2 separate regions of the Sus scrofa genome follow, and region 1 is linked to region 2. Evidence: chromatin contacts called from public HiChIP or PLAC-seq data. All regions are on one chromosome and are shown on one strand. The core of a region is the stretch at or near the end of the contact, and the rest is flanking DNA. Distances in the headings are between cores, read along the strand shown.

Region 1 (3,625 bases), core at 1,114-3,613, 390 kb after region 2:
GCAGGGACCGAACCCGCAACCTCATGGTTCCTAGTCGGATTCGTTAACCACTGCGCCACGACGGGAACTCCCACACTACCTTATTTCAAGACTTATAAAACTAGAACAATCAAGACAGTGTGCTGGAGTTCCCATCATAGCTCATCGGAAACAAACCTGCCTAGTGTCCATGAGGACACAGGTTCTAACCCTGGCATTGCTCCATGGGTTAAGGATCTGGCATTGCTGTGGCTGGGGTGTAGGTTGGTGGCTACAGCTCCAATTCGACCCCTAGCCTGGGAACCTCCATATGCCGCAGGTGCAGCCACAAAAAGACAAAAAAAGCAAAAAAAAAAAAAAAAAAAAAAAGACAGTGTGCCCATGGCATAATAATTAATGAAGACATCAATGGAACACAATTAAGTCCAGAAACAGTACCACATTTATACAGTCAACTGATTTTTTTTTTTTTTTTTTTTTGTCTTTTGTCTTTTGTCTTTTGTTGTTGTTGTTGTTGCTATTTCTTGGCCGCTCCCGCGGCATATGGAGGTTCCCAGGCTAGGGGTCAAATCGGAGCCGTAGCCACCGGCCTACGCCAGAGCCACAGCAACGCGGGATCCGAGCCGCGTCTGCAACCTACACCACAGCTCACGGCAACGCCGGATCGTTAACCCACTGAGCAAGGGCAGGGACCGAACCCGCAACCTCATGGTTCCTAGTCGGATTCGTCAACCACTGCGCCACGACGGGAACTCCTCAACTGATTTTTAAAAAAGCTCCAAAGCAAGTTAAGGGAGAAAGAAAAGTCAACAAATGTTACTGGAAGACCAATATATCCATGTTAAAAAAAAAAAAAAAAAAAACTGACCTTGACCACATGAAAAAATTAATTCAAAGGTGATTACAGACATAAAAGCTAAAACTATAAAGCTTCTTAAAAGAAAACATAGATACAACCTATTCACCCATCAAAAAGAACAGAAAAACAAGTCACAAAATATCCGTACAATGTATTACTATCCAGCGAAAAAATAATAACATACCAACCCTGCTTCAGATATGTGCAACACAGAAACTTATGGACTTTACACTGAGTGAAAGAAACCAAACATGGTACATAACTCAGCTTTCTATGAAATTCTAGAATAGACAAAATTAATCTATGGTGAAAATTTCAGAGCAATAGTTGCCTCTAGGACTAGGAGAAATGACTGGAAAAAGGGTATGAGGAAATTTTCTTGGGTGATGAAAATCTGCGAAATGATTTGAGGGTGGTTATGGTTATGACACATTTGTCAAGACTCACTGCACTGTATACTTAAGAGTTATGAATTTCATGATTTATATTTTACCCCACAACAAAAAAATAAAAGTTTAAACGAACATTGACTTCTAATTAGTAGGCTTGCTTTGCCAGCTGTAAAACTACTTCCTGTAATTTCTCAGGTGTGAAAAAAACATATAATGTATTGAATATGGTGGGAGCTGACTCCCCACCATATTCCCCACCATTTTTTTTTTTTTTTTTTTTGGCTTTTTAGGGCCGGACTCGCAGCATATGGAGGTTCCCAGGCTAGGGGTCTAATTGGAGCTACAGCTGCCAGCCTACACCAGAACCACAGCAACGCAGGATCCGAGCCGAGTCTGTGACCTACACCACAGCTCTCGGCAACACCAGATCTTTAACCCACTGAGAGGGGCCAGGGATCGAACCCACAACCTCATGGTTCCTAGTCAGATTCTTTTCTCCTGTGCCACAGTGGGAACTCATGATTCCCCACTCTTGAAGAGGTATATAGATTTCCTAACTATCTGCTGAGAGGGACCAAGTAATGACACACAAGTAGTAATAAACACACCCGGTAGTCATATCTTGGTTTCCCAATACTTTTCTCCACTAAAAGGAACCAGGCCTTCTTTGAGATATAACTGATTCTAGGATAAGAAAAGTATGATACAGGAGTTCCCATTGTGGCACAGCAGAAACAAATCTGACTAGGAACCACGAGGTTGCAGGTTCGATCCCTGGCCTTGCTCAGTGGGCTGAGGATCTGGTGTCGCCATGAGCTGTGGTGTAGGTCCCAGATGCGTCCCGGATCCTGCATTGCTGTGGCTGTGGTATAGGTCGCAGCTGTAACTCCAATTCGACCCCTGACCTGGGAACCTCCATATGCCCCAGGTGCGGCCCTAAAAAGCAAAAAAGAAGAAGAAGAAAAGTATGATCCACATGGAACATCTACGTGCCCAAAAGTAAAGAACTTCTCAAAAAATGATAGGAACAAGTCAAAAGGACAAAGAAGCCACCATGAATAGGTTCCCACTGCCAGTTCAACAGTGACCCATATCCTCCAGCAATCTTTTTGTCACCTCCTCAGTGACTGCATGTTCCTGTGACAGGAACCACACCCTTTCTTCAGAGGTCTGACCTTTTCCCCTGTGGTTGGAAAGGCAGCACTTCCTTTAAGTTTCTAAGCTGCTTCCTTGTTAACTGATCTTCAGCCCTTGAGGTAGTAGCTGCATTGTTTAGGTCCTACTTCTGTACAACTTGTATATATATTGGAGTGCTCTCTTATCCCTTTTAGTAATTGATTTTTTTTTCTTACTAAAAAACAATTCTTTATACTAAATTTTTCCTTAAAATCGCTCACGCGGTATCTTGTAATTAGATCCTGACTGATACAAGGACACATCATTCTCTCTCAGCCCTATCAAGAAATGCAGGAGTTCCTGTCGTGGCGCAGTGGTTAACAAATCCGACTAGGAACCATGAGGTTGCGGGTTCGGTCCCTGCCCTTGCTCAGTGGGTTAACGATCCAGCGTTGCCGTGAGCTGTGGTGTAGGTTGCAGATGCAGCTCGGATCCCGTGTTGCTGTGGCTCTGGTGTAGGCCGGTGGCTACAGCTCTGATTTGACCCCTGGTCTGGGAACCTCCATATGCCGCAGGAGCGGCCCAAGAAATAGCAAAAAAAGCCAAAAAAAAAAAAAAAGAAAGAAAGAAAGAAATGCATACCTAAATGTACTCATGAGGCAACACCAGATAAACCCAAAACAAGAGACAATCTCCAAAATGAGAGACTTGTACTTTTCGAAATTTCAAAATCAAAAAGATAAAGAAAAATGACCAACAGCAGTGTGTGACTCTGGCTTAGGTTATGTGGTTGGGAAAGGGAAGTAATTATAAAGAATATTTATTGAGGAGTTCCCGTCGTGGCTCAGTGGTTAACGAATCCGACTAGGAACCATGAGGTTGCAGGTTCAATCCCTGGCCTTGGTCAGTGGGTTAAGGATCCGGCGTTGCCGTGAGCTGTAGTGTAGGTTGCAGATGCAGCTCGGATCCTGCGCTGCTGTGGCTCTGGTGTAGGCCGGGGGCTACAGCTCTGATTCGACCCCTAGCCTGGGAACCTCCCCATGCCCCGGGTGTGGCCCTAAAAAGCAAAAAAAAAAAAAAAAAAAAAAGAAAGAAAAGAAAGAATTCTGCTTCGAGATGGCAAATTGAATATATGCATAACAGGACTGAGAAATTACCAACAAAGTTCAAAAGATTCCTGAACAGATCAGAAAAGGTGAGTAAATAGGATGTATTTGACAGCGAAACAAGAGCAAAACCTGTAACACAAAACTCATGCAGAACAAAGCTGTTGAGAGGT
Region 2 (3,369 bases), core at 629-3,128:
GAACAGGATAAAAAGCCCAGACATAAACCCATGCACCTTTGGGCAACTAATCTTGACAAAGGAGGCAAGAATATACAATGGAGAAAAGACAGTCTCTACAATAAGTGGTGCTGGGAAAACTGGACAGCTATATGCAAAATAATGAAATTAGAATACTCTATAATAATGTACACAAAAATAAGCTCAAAATGGATTAAAGACCTAAATATAAGACTGGATGCTATAAAACTCTTAGAGGAAAACATAAACTGAACACTCTTTGACATAAACTGCAGCAATATCTTCTCATGTCCATTCTCTAGAGTAATGAGAATAAAAGCAAAAATTAACAAATGTGACCTAATTAAACTTAGAGGTTTTTGCACAGCAAAGGAAACCATAAAAAAACAAAAAGATAACCCACAAAATGGGAGAAAACATTTGCAAATGAAGCAACAGACAGGGTTTTAATCTCTAGAATACATAAACACCTCCTGCAGCACAATATCAAAGAAATAAACAACCCAGTCGAAAAATGGGCAGATCAGAGCTCCCCATGTGGCTTGGTGGTAACAAACCCTACCAGTATCCATGAGGATGTGGGTTTGATCCCTGGCCTGGTTCGTGATTTAAGTATCCAGCACTGCCTTGAGCTGTGATGGAGGTTGCAGATGTGGCTTGGATCTGACATTGCTGTGGCTGTGGCATAGGCTGGCAGCTACAGCTCCAATTTGACCCCTAGCCTTGGAACTTCCATGTGGCATGCATATGGCCCTAAAAAGACAAAAAGGCGGGGGGGCAAAAGATCTAAATACACATTTCTCCAAAGAAGACATACAGGTGGCCAAAAACATATGAAAAGATTCTCAACATGGCTAATTACTAGTGATAACAAATCAAAACTGCTGTGATGTACCACCTTTCACCAGCCAGTATGGCCATCATCAAAAAATCTACAAACCATAAATCCTGGAGTGGGTATGGAGAAAAGGGAACCCTCCTACACTCTTGGTGGTAATATACACTGGTACAGCCATTATGGAAAACAGTGTGGAGGTTCCTCAAAACACTAAAAATAAATTTGACCCTGTAATCCCACTCCTGGACATCTATCTGGAGAAAACTATAATTCAAAAAGTTACATGTGCCCAACATTCACTGCAGCACTATTTACAATAGCAAAGACATAGAAGCAACTTAAATGTCCATAAACAGAGGAGTGGGTAAAGATGTGGTACATACATACAGTACAATATTACTCAGCCAGAAGAAAGAATGCAATGATGCCGTTTTCAGCAACGTGGATAGACCTAGAGATTATCATATTAAGTAAAGTTAGACAGTGAAAGACAAACATCATGTGATATCACTTACATGTGGAATCTAGAAAAAGGATATAAATGAACTTATTTGCAGAACAGAAACAGACCCACAGAATTTGAAAAAATTATGGTTTTTTCACTTAAAAAATTATAAGGGAGGAGTAGAGAGGGATGGCCTTTGGGTTTGGGATGAGCATATGCACACTGAGGTATATGAGAATTGACTGGCCAAAGGGGACCTGCTGTATAGCACAGAGACCTCTACCCAATATTCTGTGATCATCTATGTGAGAAAAGAATCTGAAAGAGAATGGATATGTGTGCATGTATAACTGCATCACTTTGTTGTACAGCAGAAATTATCACCATCTTGTAAGTCAACTCTATGTTAATCAAACTCTAAAACATGGGATGAAAAAAGTTTTCTTATAAGTCAACATCCTGACCAAGCTTGCTTCCTGTTTCATGATCAAAGGAGATTTTACAAAACTGTTAGCCACAACAGTTCTCGGCTAGAGAAGTGCTGCTTTAGGTTTTCTCTCTGTTTCTCTCTTTTTCTTTCTCTGTGGTGGCTGAGGGCAGAGTTCCCAGGGGCAGAGGTTAGAACCTTCTGTGCTGTGGTACTCAGAGGCCCTTCAGCCTACTGGTATCTGCGTGTCCCTCCCCCTGCTCCTACTCATCCCTCCTGGCATCTGCCTGCTCTCGGCTTCCAAGCCAGAGGAAGAAGTGGAAGCTTCACAGCTCAGCCTGGTGCCTCAGGTTCCCATGAGAATGCAAAGCGCTGTGGGGACTTCCCCCTCCCCGCCTTGCATCATTTCTCTGCTCAGAACTCAAAACCTAATCTGTCTGCATCATTTCTCTGCTCAGAACTCAAAACCTAATCTGTCTCCATCATTTCTCTGCTCAGAACTCAAAACCTAATCTGTCTCCATCATTTCTCTGCTCAGAACTCAAAACCTAATATGTCTCAGATCCATGCCACAGCAGTGACCACCCCTGATCCTTAATCTGCTGAGCCACTGAGGAACTCCAGCCCTGCTTTTTCTCAACTTACGTAGAGATTCAGTCAGCTAACATGAAACCATTGGCTGTTTTATTTTCTCCAGAGAGCCAGGCTCTTAGGTAATGAGACAAATGAGTTTGGATGGAAGGGTCAATGATGGAGACCTGTCTGATGCAGATGGACAGCAATGTTGAAAAGAGTGGACCAGGTAGAGGAGAGCAGAGGCAGGCCTGGCACGTCAAGAGTTTCAAAGTGGTACTAGAAATGGAGAAGTAGGAGTTCCCATTGTGGCTCAGCACAGCAGGGTTAAGAACCTGACTAATTGAACCTGAGGATGTGGGTTCAATCCCAGGTTCGTGGCAATGAACCTGACTAATATGCATGAGGTTGCAGGTTCTATCCCAGATCCTGCTCAGTCGATTAAGGATCTGTCATTGCCACACGCTGCAGCATCGGTCACAGACATGGCTCAGATCCCAAGTTGCTGTGGCTGTGGCGTAGGTCAGCAGCTGTGGCTCTGATTTGACCCCTAGCCTGGGAACTTCCATATGCCACGGGGGTGGCCCCAAACAAACAAACAAACAAAAAGAAACTGGGAAGTAAAACACTAAGCAAACAGTGCTAAAGGACAACAGAAAAACGTCAACATTTCCCCAATTTTCCTCAAGGTGCACCATGCGGCCATTCTTCTCATTATCATTTGGATTTTATCAAGACACACACGAATGGTTTTCAGAGAAAAGTGAAACATAAGCACAAAGCAAAACAATTTGTAAAGAAAAACATACTGCTTTGGATCCAGGATCCAGAGGGTGAGGACTTAAATATCTGATTTTTATTTAACTAATCAGAACAGGAATTTTCTTGGTAATTATATTTTTATGGGATTCTTTTTTGTGATGTAGAAAAAACAAATAATAACCCATCTTAAGCAGGGTATTCGGAGTCATTTATTGAGCAATGATGAATTCGTTACTCTTTGGGGCTCCTGGGGAACAAAAGTGACAGGTCCCTCCACTCAAAGTGCAGACACCAGAGGGTCCATATGCACTTACCTGAGAAGAT

What was found. HiChIP or PLAC-seq counts read pairs in DNA pulled down with a chosen protein or histone mark.
Region 1: a contact with region 2 is called in an H3K27ac HiChIP or PLAC-seq map of alveolar macrophages. The contact joins two enhancer-like sites. A contact is called at or near these places in 5 of 47 Hi-C or Micro-C datasets (embryonic fibroblasts, epiblast stem cells, heart right ventricle and 2 more) and 1 of 2 datasets of contacts at active chromatin or transcription factors (alveolar macrophages).

What each region holds. Positions count from the first base shown.
Region 1 is chr5:62,540,033-62,543,657 of Sscrofa11.1, forward strand. The region is part of intron 1 of M6PR (cation-dependent mannose-6-phosphate receptor); the gene reads left to right. Among named protein-coding and RNA genes, the nearest start is that of M6PR, 4.1 kb to the left of the region's middle. Within about 2 kb of position 2,364, at least 4 of the 83 cell types and tissues checked have an H3K27ac peak or open chromatin away from gene starts, as enhancers often do. A contact at or near this core is called in alveolar macrophages, where this site is marked.
Region 2 is chr5:62,147,918-62,151,286 of Sscrofa11.1, forward strand. No RefSeq gene overlaps it. Among named protein-coding and RNA genes, the nearest start is that of CD69, 71 kb to the left of the region's middle. Within about 2 kb of position 1,879, at least 21 of the 83 cell types and tissues checked have an H3K27ac peak or open chromatin away from gene starts, as enhancers often do. A contact at or near this core is called in alveolar macrophages, where this site is marked.